Regions from separate parts of the Ovis aries genome. Here region 1 is linked to region 2. Evidence: chromatin contacts called from public Hi-C data. All regions are on one chromosome and are shown on one strand. The core of a region is the stretch at or near the end of the contact, and the rest is flanking DNA. Distances in the headings are between cores, read along the strand shown.

Region 1 (5,728 bases), core at 784-3,283, 150 kb after region 2:
CACTAGTTTGACTAAATATTCTGATTTCGCGGAAAAATAAATTGTCCACAAACAGTGTTAACTTAGCTAGTAAATTTGTTTCTCACAAGGGTATATGCTAGCATTCTGAAACTACTTTATATGTAGCTGAGGAGTGCACACATAAATAGATATTAATATGTTTTGGCTACAAACGCCAGGTTTCTCACTTTCGGAGAAAGGAGTTACAATTAAGGGTGAAAGCTAGAATGAGCCCTGGAGTTTATAACTCTTCACTTCATCTGCTGAGGACCTAAAATTAATAATGTCTCAGTGGCAATGCCTTTCTCGCTTTTTGAAGAAATGGCTGATTCTATGGCTGGAGCAGGAAAAATTCAGGATGAGCCTGGGATATCTTATGCTGTCAGAAAGTTAAAACGACTCCTAAAAAATGATGGGAATATGTCAAAAGGACACAGGACCTAAATTTAAGGGACTCCCAATGGCCACATCTAGAACAATCTGAGCAACACCAACAAATGATAGTAGGAGATTATAACTCTTAGGAAAATATCCACAAATCTGTACTGATACAAATAATTGAATAAACAATGAGGGAACAAGCAACAGCTCTTCCTCACTAAAGCAGAATGCCAACTAATAAATGAAGGATGGATGGCTGAAATTAAAAAACCACCATTTGGCAAGCAACACAGCAATAATTATTTCAGACAGGGAATCAATGGATGCTAAAATTAACGAGTAAAAGTAACACAACTTCAGAATAGCTACCCCTGTCAATCTCTAGTTTTAAACACTAAACAAATCATTCTGGTCAATTAACACTTGGTACATGCTATCTAGTCATGTCTGTGTATGCACCCATGTGCGCTGGGGGTATGTGTCAGCGCTGACAACTATGAGGTTTTTAGAGCATGAACATCGCATCAATCTTCAGAGTCCCTTTGTCTGGTCATGTGATCTTCATAGAACAGGAGCATGATAAAACTTACAGATGACATGTGCCTGTTACATCAAAGGCATTACCTGGAATTGCAGTGGAACTCAATGATATTCCAATCCTGAATGGCTCTCCTGTTGCCTCTTAATATTTTTAATAAAAGCTTTTCCTAAGAGAACTCTGAACTGCCCTTTACATTAAGAGACTGTATAGTATACAATAATAGAAGTATTACTAGCAGGCAGACAGCACAGCCAAATAAGGTGTTTCAGTGAAGAATCCCCAAGTGTTCCACATATTCTTCAAATGTTTTCTTTTTGTTAATCGACCTGAGCTAAAACAAAATAGCTGACTTTGTAGAAGTGACTCACATGTTCCACACATACTACCTACAACTCAACAGGTGTACAGTAAATATCTGTCATATAAATAAAACCTGCATGGCCCTGATCATGTGTTTTCAGAACCAAGAGTCCCAAAGCGGACCACGTCACTGCTCTAACAGGCTTACAACATAGGACTTTCTTCGACAAGAGCCAAGGGACATGACATAGTGCACTTCATAAAACCTTTCATTCTGAATCAAATTTAAAATCATTATGAACTCACTGTGCAATTGTTTGGTGGGTAAAAACTCATTCACCACAATGAGATTAACATTTTTTAAACTGTTCATTAAATCCAAATGATAATTCTCAAATCAATTTCATTCCGTGGCTCTCTGAAAGGAAAGAAACTAGCAGCAAATTAAGAAGTGTTTATTGAATACCATGTGTTTCTGAAGCCAACTTGAAACACTACTGAAACTGAAAACATTGGAATATTATCATCTCAGTGGTAGTTTCTCTATAAATTTGGCTCCCATCGCACTTAGTGCAGTTTATAAGCCTTATTTTACAATCAGATTTGTTCTGTACTTGGTCGCTTTTTAACAGTTCTGTCCTTTGTGTTGAAAACAGTGCTTGTTATTTGGGGTCAGATCTTGAGAGTGAACTAGGAAGTACAGCAACACTGCGGTCAATGGCCCTTTAACATTTTGGTCCAACCAATCACTCTACAAAAGGGAAAGCTCACAGCTTCCTGAAGATGGCCCCCTTCCTCCGGCCTCACACTGGCCGGCCCTTGTTTATATATCAGGCAGTTTTCCAGAGACCTCAGTCTGACTTACCCAGCGCTGCATCCTTCCTGGGGAAGATGGTTAAAAGGGTTCACCAGGATCTGCAGCTGGCTTTCTTTATTTGTAAATCAACAATGTGCATTTTCTTTTGTTTTTAACCAAGCCTGTGTCCTCACCAAGCCAGTAGCCTATATGAGCCGAATGATTTGGTAATACTTGAAATGGGTATTCATGCTTTTCTAAGAAAAATTGCAAGATTCTAATTGCCAGCTACTCTACATGCCCAAATGAAAACTGACTGAGACATTCATTTTATCAGCACCTTAGTCTCTTTTTACCTAGTACACATTCTTCTAGAAAGGACAGCTGAGTTTTAAAAGATTCTTCTATTTTTCCTTATAAAGAACATTTTCAGAACTCTCAGGCATTACTTAAAAGGGAAAAAAGACATTAAACTGGAAGCTTATCCAATCCTCAATTTAAAATAAGGACAAGTTCAGTGAGAAAATAGTTCCACCTCTCAACTTCCTCTTCCTTAAGAACACTTTCCATAATTGCACAACAATCTCAGCCTTCTTTAAGTTTCTGTAGTTCTTACAGACTGCACCATACCATCTGTAACTTATTCTTACAATACCTATTTAAATCATTAACTGCTTCTAATCATTGCTTTAAAATGAATCTCTCGCTAATCTAACAACATTATACATTCTTTAAAGCTAGGAAACAAACATCTACTCTCCTACTCAAGGTTATGGCTGGTATCCTATTGGGCAGTACTAGGGAAAGAATTTCTGTTGACTCTGTTTTCATGAATATTGTTAGAGAGGCAATGAAATAATCTTGCAAAACAATGTGAAAGGGGAACAAAAAACAGAACAATCACTAATATCTCAGTTATTTTCTTTTTTCCATGAGTACTGCTTCATAATAATGAATATTGCTTCTTGTTAAAAAAAATATCAATTCAGTTCAGTCACTCAGTTGTGTCCGACTCTTTGCGACCCCATGAATCGCAGAACGCCAGGCCTCCCTGTCCATCACGAACTCCAGGAGTTCCCTCAGACTCACGTCTATCAAGTCGGTGATGCCATTCAGCCATCTCATCCGCTGTCATCCCCTTCTCCTACTCTCAATCTTTCCCAGTATACGGGTCTTTTCTAATGAGTCAGCTCTTCGCATCAGGTGGCCAAAGTACTGGAGTTTCAGCTCCAAACTCAGTCCTTCCAATGAACACCCAGGATTGATCTCCTTTAGGATGGACTGGTTGGATCTCCTTGCAGTCCAAGGGACTCTCAAGAGTCTTCTCCAACACCACAGTTCAAAACCATCAATTCTTCAGCGCTCAGCTTTCTTCACAGTCCAACTCTCACATCCATACATGACCACTGGAAAAACCATAGCCTTGACTAGATGGACCTTTGTTGGCAAAGTAATGTCTCTGCTTTTGAATATGCTATCTAGGTTGGTCATAACTTTCCTTCCAAGGAGTAAGTGTCTTTTACTTTCATGGCTGCAATCACCATCTGCAGTGATTTTGGAGCCCCAAAAAATTAAGTCAGCCACTGTTTCCCCATCTATTTCCCATGAAGTGATGGGACCGGATGCCATGATCTTCGTTTTCTGAATGTTGAGCTTTAAGCCAACTTTTTCAGTCTCCTCTTTCACTTTCATCAAGAGGCTCTTTAGTTCTTCTTCGCTTTCTGCCATAAGGGAGGTATCATCTGCATATCTTAGGTTACTGACATTTCTCCTGGCAATCCTGATTTCAGCTTGTGCTTCCTCCAGCCCAGTGTTTCTCATGATGTACTCTGCATATAAGTTAAATAAGCAGGGTGACAATAGACAGCCTTGACGTACTCCTTTCACTATTTGGAACCAGTCTATTGTTCCATGTCCAGTTGGAACTGTTGCTTCCTGACCTGCATACAGGTTTCTCAAGAGGCAGGTCAGGTGGTCTGGTATTCCCATCTCTTTCAAAATTTTCCACAGTTTCTTGTGATCCACACAGTCCAAGGCTTTGGCATAGTCAATAAAGCAGAAATAGATGTTTTTCTGGAACTCTCTTCCTTTTTCCATGATCCATCAGATGTTGGCAATTTCATCTTTGGTTCCTCTGCCTTTTCTAAATCCAGCTTGAACTTCTGCAAGTTCATGGTTAACATATTGCTGAAGCCTGGCTTAGAGAATTTTGAGCATTACTTTACTAGTGTGTAAGATGAGTGCAATTGTGTGGTAGTTTGAGCATTCCTTGGCATTGCTTTTCTTTGGGATTGGAATGAAAACTGACCTTTTCCAGTCCTGTGGCCACTGCTGAGTTTTCCAAATGTGCTGGCATATTGAGTGCAGCACTTTCACAGCATCATCTTTCAGTGTTTGAAATAGCTCAACTGGAATTCCATCACCTCCACTAGCTTTGTTCATAGTGATGCTTCCTAAGGTCCACTTGACTTCACATTCCAGGATGTCTGACTTCAGGTGAGTGATCACACTATCATGATTATCTGGGTCGTGAAAATCTTTTTTGTACAGTTCTTCTATATATTCTTGCCACCTCTTCCTAATATCTTCTGCTTCTGTTAGGTCCCTACCATTTCTGTCCTTTACTGAGCCTATCTTTGCATGAAAGATGATTTGCATGAAAGATTGAGCCCATCTTTGCATGTTCCCTTGGTATCTCTAATTTTCTTGAAAAGAGCTCTACTGCTGCTAAGTCGCTTCAGTCATGAACATCTCTGTGCGACCCCGTAGGTGGCAGCCCACCAGGCTCCCCTGCTCCCGGGATCCTCCAGGCAAGAACACTGGAGTGGGTTGCCATTTCCTTCTCCAGTGCATGAAAGTGAAAAGTGAAAGTGAAGTGACTCAGTCGTGTCTGACTCCTAGAGACCCCATGGACTGCAGCCTACCAGGCTCCTCTGTCCATGGGATTTGCCAGGCAAGATCTCTAGTTTTTCCCATTCTATTGTTTATTTGTTTCTAATTTCTAAGTTCAATTAGGAAGTTCAATAATGGAACAAGATCTGCTTAGGTGCTGAGAAAAATTTAGTGTCAGTAGGAACAAGGGATGAATAAACCGCAAAAAATGCTTAGATTCCAGATCTTTTAAAATACCAGTTTGTCTGATTCATAGCTAATTAATTCAACACAAATATGAAAAAGGGTGAAAGATAAGGGAAAGAGGATTTTCCTAATTCCACTCTATAACTGAGCATCCCACTTACAAAGCATTAGATTAAAATGGATGAAAAAAATCCGTAATTTCAAAGCACTTAAACCAAGATCATTCTCCAGCTGATAAAAGTCAAGACTGTAATAACAAAAGAGCACATCTATTAACAAGATGACAAAGCCAAAAATATTGAACTAATTTCCTTGCTAAAAAGCATTACTGAAATATTTCTGATACTCTTTTTTATAGCAAGCAATCTTACAAAAATCTTCCCTGACATCAAGTTCCTGTTTTTATAGACTGACCGTGAGCTTCAATTTAATCTATCCCAGTTGCTTTTGGAAGTAGAAATTATTCTAGCAAGAAATTACATAAAGTAAAGAAAGTGTTCTGAAGGCAGAATGAAGAGATGCATTATACAATGATCATCTAGCTAGACAACATATTAAAAAGCAGAGACATTACTTTGCCAACAAAGGTCTGTCTAGTCAAGTTATGGTTTTTCCAGTAGTCATGTATGAAT
Region 2 (5,749 bases), core at 2,892-5,391:
TGAGTGACACTCTTGGACTCCCTCCTCACTCCTTTCCAAGTGAGGCAGCGGCAAGGTTGACAGATTAGGGACAAGAAATCTAACAGGTCGACCTCAGTTCAGCCCTCTAAGCATCCTCTCTTTGGAATCCAGCCTCCCTCAGCTACTTCTAATAGTCTAGCTGTGCAGTGATAAATCATCTAATTCAGGGCTGAAGTATGAACTCACAGAGGCACACCCTATCCTCCAAACCAGCTTTCATCAGTAATAAACTTTACATTTTCATCTTTGTTGCTTTCGTCTCAAGTTTCACTTCGGTTCACACTTCAGAAGAGAAAACATCCTAAAATCCTAACATCTGCCCACCAAGTCCCTCGGTCAGTGTCAGGCCAGGCAGTTATTATCTATGTAGTGTGTTTGGGCAAGTAGAACATCTGGTTGCAACCCTGCCTGACAAGTGCCTCACGGAGCCAGTGAACAGGACCCCGGGGAGAAACGATAACATGGAAGGAACGTGCTAAGAAGCTCTGACCTGTGATACCCCACAGACCACCAAGAGTGGCACCTCTTCCTTTTCTCCAGACATGGAGACCAACCCCTCTTCCCAGCTTGGATCATGCATTTGTAAACAGCATATATTTTCTCTTTAGACCTTAGACTTATAATTTCTCATGTGAAGAAACATGGTCCCAGCTCATAACCAGAGCTAGCTCAAGCCATCTCTACCCCTGAGCCAGGGAGCAGCAGAGCACCTCGGTCAGCAGGCCCGGTGCCCAGCCCTTCTCACTGCTCACAGCCCCTGGGATCACGCACATGGACCCGATGCTGTGCCTGTGCCCACCCTCACATACACAAGGGGAAGCCTTCCTGCTGCTGGTCGTATCACCACTACACTAAGCCATGCTGAGAGAAGAGGGCTGAATAGCGGGAACCTCACGGGTTTCAGTGAAAAGGCCCAGGGGTGGTTCTCCAAAGCCATCAGGATGGTGAAGTGACTCACTGCTTCCCATCACATTTTTCAGAAATGTCCACTCCCCTGTCACATCCCTCCCCACTCCACCATCACATTCCTCCTTCCTCCACCAACATCACCCAGGTGAGCGTGCAGGCAAGCCTGGAGAGTGGAAGCCGCACTGTCTTCTTGAGCACTTGCGTCTGTGCTCAGTCATATCTGACCCTTTGCAATTCCATGGGCTGTAGCCCACCAGGTTCCTCTGTCCATGAGATTCTCCAGGCAAGAATACTGGAGTGGGTTGCCATTTCCTCCTCCAGGGGATCTTCTCTGCCCAGGGATCTAACCTGCGTCTCCTGTACCTCCTGCATTGGCAGGTAGATTCTTTACCACTGCTCCATCTGGAAAGCTGAGCACTGAAATCTCGTAATGCTCTCCTTGGCTTCCTTTCTCATTGGACACATTTTTCTGACACAGATCTGAGTCATGCGCTTTTTCAAAACCATGGTCTCAAGGTATATGGGTGTGTCACAGAGGGCCTCCCATTTAAAGGAAGGGCCATTATGGGTCCAGATAAGGAAACAGGGAGCGACTACCCTTCCAAGAGCCACCTTTCAGCCCACAATTAGGGAAGTGCTGTCCAGAGGCCTGTGGTCGTGGGCGTGCCCAGCACCAGCAGGCTGTCCGTGACCTCGGCTATGATACTGAGGCTCACTCCTCCTACCCCAACCTGCTTCACAACTCCATAGGAGGCCTGGGTTTCTCAGTCCTTTGACCTGCCTGCAAGGGTGACAGTTGACGCAGCAGCTTCCAAAGATGGCTTTGGATGGTCCTGGGTCTCCCTCGCCCCATGCGATAGCCAAAGGCTTTTGTTTGGGGGCTGAGCTCCTGGCTGGGTAGGTAGAAACAGAGAGCATGACAGTCTGAGGGCCTCAGCAGCAGGGCCAGAATTCGCATCTCGTCCTCCCCACCCAGATCTGCCGCCTGAAGCCCCGGGGCAGGCCCCTGCAGAGCTCGAGACTGCAGTGCAGCTCCAGGAAGGCACCCGCTCAAGAAATAATGCACAGGCCAGACGTGTGTTGGTTGAGGTGAACTGAATACAGGACTCATGGTAAAGGGAGCCTAGGAATGGACGGGAAGCGGGGGTGGGCCTCAAGAACAAAGGGTGAAGACCTCAGATCAGAAGAGGACAATGAGCAGGCTAGGGACAGCTCCAGGCACAAATGCAGAAAGACCCTGTCCCTGCTGAGCACAGTTACACAGGGGAGGCTTGACAGACACCGGTTTACCTTATAGGCTTTCACAAACCGGACAAAGACGGGGAAGAAGACAGACGGGGGTGTCGTCTTGGGGTTTTCTCCAAAATACTTCACCACGTCATCAAAGGCATCCTGTGAAAAAGTGAATTTCTCTTAAATGTCATTTTTTCCAGCATGTGAACTTGGGAAAGAGCTGCAGGGGCCCCTGCAACTCTCTGGCCTCTGCTCTCCCTCACCTCCCATGATTCTCCACAGCCTGTGTTAAGGCAACCCAAAGCCATCCCTGGGAACTCCTGCCACTTTACACACAGACACACACACACACACACACACACACAGTCACACACAGACACACACACACAGTCACACACACAGACACACACAGACACACATACACGAGGAGCTTCTCCTTACAAGAGTGTCCTCAGGCCATGGGAGGACTCCTTAAAGTCGACCAAGTCAGAAGGGACCTTAGAAACTGGTCAGACTCCAGCTCACTGCTTCCACACTCCTTCCAGGGGTCCCACAGCAGGGCACTCATGTCTTTGCCCAAATCCTCCTGGGACACAAGGCAGCCAGCCTCACACGGGAGCCAGCCCAACACGTCTGCTTCCTGGGTTCCCCTGACACAGCCTCCCCTTTCTGTGATGGTGTCCAGTCCACTCTGGCTGCTTCTCAAGTACGTAACTTGACCCCCAGTGTGGCGAAAGATTGCAAGGTCAAGTCCCACAGAAACCCAACACACTGCAAACACTGCTCTGCTGAGCACAGGCCAGACGTGTATTGGTTGAGGTGAACTGAATACAGGACTCATGGTAAAGGGAGCCTAGGGATGGATGGGAAGCAGGGGTGGGCCTCAAGAAAAACTCAGATTAGAAGAGGACAATGAGCAGGCCAGGGACATCTCCAGGCACAAATGCAGAAAGACCCTATCCCTGCTGAGCACAGTTACACAGGGTATCTATCCTCAGCAGACAGAGGGGAATTTACCCCCCATTGTCAGGACAGGACCCCAGGTGGCTTTACGGAATCCAATTCCTTCTTCTTCACGGAGGTCGGGGACACAGACACTGACCTGGGCAATCTTGGCATCGTCCTGCAGCTTCTTCAGCTTCCCCTCATTGTTGAAGATGAACTCCTTCAACAGCGTGTTGTGGTCATGCATGGTGTACTCCCTCTTGGTCAAGTCCATGCCCCTCTGCAGCTCCTTGACGTCCAGTAAAACATTCTCGAGGGACACTGAAGTAGGGAAAGCAAGGTGACTTCAGTGGGAAAGGTCAAAGCCACAGTGAATTCTCACTGGGAAGCCGACTCCTCAGTGGGCTACCAGGGTTATGCAAGAGCCTGGGATCTGGTTTCCAGTCTTCAGTGAAGAGAGGCTTCCATAGCAGGGATTTACTAAGCGCTCACCATCAAGCACTGCAGTAAACCCCTTATATGCACTAATTCATTTGTACCATCAGCCCACGTTGCTGACGAGGAAAAGCAGCACGAAGAAGTCACACGGGCTTCCTCATGTCACAAGCTAGGAGGTGGCAGAGATGGAGTCTGGATAACAAATAACGGACCCCAAATCTTGTGTTTGTTTCCAACTATTCCACTCCTCTTACTGGATGTGATAACCTATTGCTTAGCCTATAGGCTCAGAGGTTCCTTAACTGACTGGCCCAAGAGCTTATCCTCTAAGCGGTGAGTGAAGTGAAGTGAAGTGAAGTGAAGTGAAGTGAAGTGAAAGTCACTCAGTCGTGTCTGACTCTTTGTGACCCCATGGACTGTATAGTCCATGGAATTCTCTAGGCCAGAATACTGGAGTGGGTAGCCTTTCCCTTCTCCAGGGGATCTTCCCAACCCAGGGATCAAACCCAGGTCTCCCACATTGCAGGCAGATTCTTTACCAGCTGAGCCACAAGGGAAGCCCTTGAACTCTTCTGCATTTCTATGACTCTCCAGCAGGGGGCAGCATTTCACCTACTGAATTTCAGTTGTCCTGACCACCAGGACCCAAAGCAACCTGGAACAGCTTCTTTTTGCTAACAACCCTTCCGTGCTTCAGAAGGGATTATGAGCAGGAATCTTTCCATCTGCAGGGTAGCCATCCGCCCAGGGAGGCTTCACCCCTGCAGCCTCTTGCAGGAGGTCCGAGCCCCACCTCCGGCTCCCCATTCCCTGACTCAGCTCTGCACAGGGAGGAATTATAGAACAAAGTAGCATGTTTTTCCCGAGCTAGACCCACACTGTGTTATTCATCTCTGACTCCTCAGTGCTTAGGCCAGTAACAAGTACAAAGCAGGAACTCAAAAAAGGTTTCCTGGCTAAAGGAAGGAGTGAATGAATAAACGAGGGGCGGGATAAAGAATCTGTCACATATCAAACTTAAAAAGGCATTCCAATATACATTAGGTGCAGACAAGTACTGTTTGATTTCATTTTATATGAGATATCTAGAATAGTCAAATTCAGAGAGTCAGAAAGTACATTGGTAGAGGCCAGGGGTTGGGGGTGGGGTGGGGAGGGGACAAAGGATGGGCAGTTAGTGTTTAATGGGGACAGAGATTCAGTTTAGGAAAGGGAAAAATTCAGGAGACGGATCATGGTGAGAGCTGCGCAGCAAAGTGAATGTACTTACACATCCACACTGATCAGTGTCCCTGGACTGCACGGGTGAATATAGTTAAACGGTACTTTTTAATATTACATGACTTCTACCACAGTAAAAATAAATGAATAGATAAAGGAATCCACGTGGGCCCCAGAGTGAGAATGCAGAAAACAAGTCTGTCAGAGAGCACCTCAATCTCCCCAATCTCCCCCACTGGGTTTTTTGAAATGACACTTTAGGGGAATCTCATTTGGGCCAAAATGAGCTATAGGAAATTTTTAAACTTGTTTTTTCTTAATTAGAATTGTGATGCTAAAACCCCTTAATTTAGACAAAGGGAAACTTGAAAAGGAAGGAAATCACTCCACCAGAAGAGAAATGCATATGAGCAGACAACCTGAGTTCAAGTTCCTTTCGCTTTTAAATTATTATTATTTATTTATTGCCGCGCTGACTTCTCCTGTTGCGGCGCACAGGCTCAGTAGTTGTGGCACACGGGCTTCATTGTGCCGTGGCTTGTGGGATCTTCCTGGACATGGGATCAAGCCCATGTCTTATGCACTGGCAGGCAGCTTCCTAAAACCACTAGACCACCAGGGGAGTTCCTTGAGCTGTGTTTCTATCACTTTCTAGCCATGTATCCTTGGTAAAGGCATTTAATCTATAAAAAATGTCAAGTTTTCTCACTTGAAACATAAGGATTCTATTACCCAGTACAGAGCCACAATCTCAGGGTCATTGGTGATTTATACAAAAAAATTCCCAACTGTCACAGCAACGAGAATTACTGATAATTTCTGATAATTCAGGCTAAACACAAACGTTTAGAACTGCCACACCTGTGCAAGTAGGACGGCACAAAATTTAATTAAAGAATTTGTTGGGGCTGAATCTTAGATTCTCATTCTCTTACGTCAAATAACAGCAACAGGGACTTCCCTGGTGTTCCAGTGAAGACTC

The links. A called contact is a pair of places that touch in the nucleus more often than the background predicts.
Region 1: a Hi-C map of hypothalamus shows a contact between it and region 2, with 4 times the contacts expected there. The contact joins two enhancer-like sites. A contact is called at or near these places in 2 of 16 Hi-C or Micro-C datasets (hypothalamus and tail adipose tissue).

The regions. Positions count from the first base shown.
Region 1 is chr2:157,132,203-157,137,930 of ARS-UI_Ramb_v3.0, forward strand. The region is part of intron 1 of FMNL2 (formin like 2); the gene reads right to left. Among named protein-coding and RNA genes, the nearest start is that of FMNL2, 160 kb to the right of the region's middle. Within about 2 kb of position 2,034, at least 11 of the 54 cell types and tissues checked have an H3K27ac peak or open chromatin away from gene starts, as enhancers often do. A contact at or near this core is called in hypothalamus, where this site is marked.
Region 2 is chr2:156,977,405-156,983,153 of ARS-UI_Ramb_v3.0, forward strand. FMNL2 (formin like 2) reads right to left here. Exons shown (of 26, transcript XM_060409919.1): 21 at 3,266-3,429; 22 at 2,221-2,322. Among named protein-coding and RNA genes, the nearest start is that of PRPF40A, 76 kb to the left of the region's middle. Within about 2 kb of position 4,142, at least 11 of the 54 cell types and tissues checked have an H3K27ac peak or open chromatin away from gene starts, as enhancers often do. A contact at or near this core is called in hypothalamus, where this site is marked.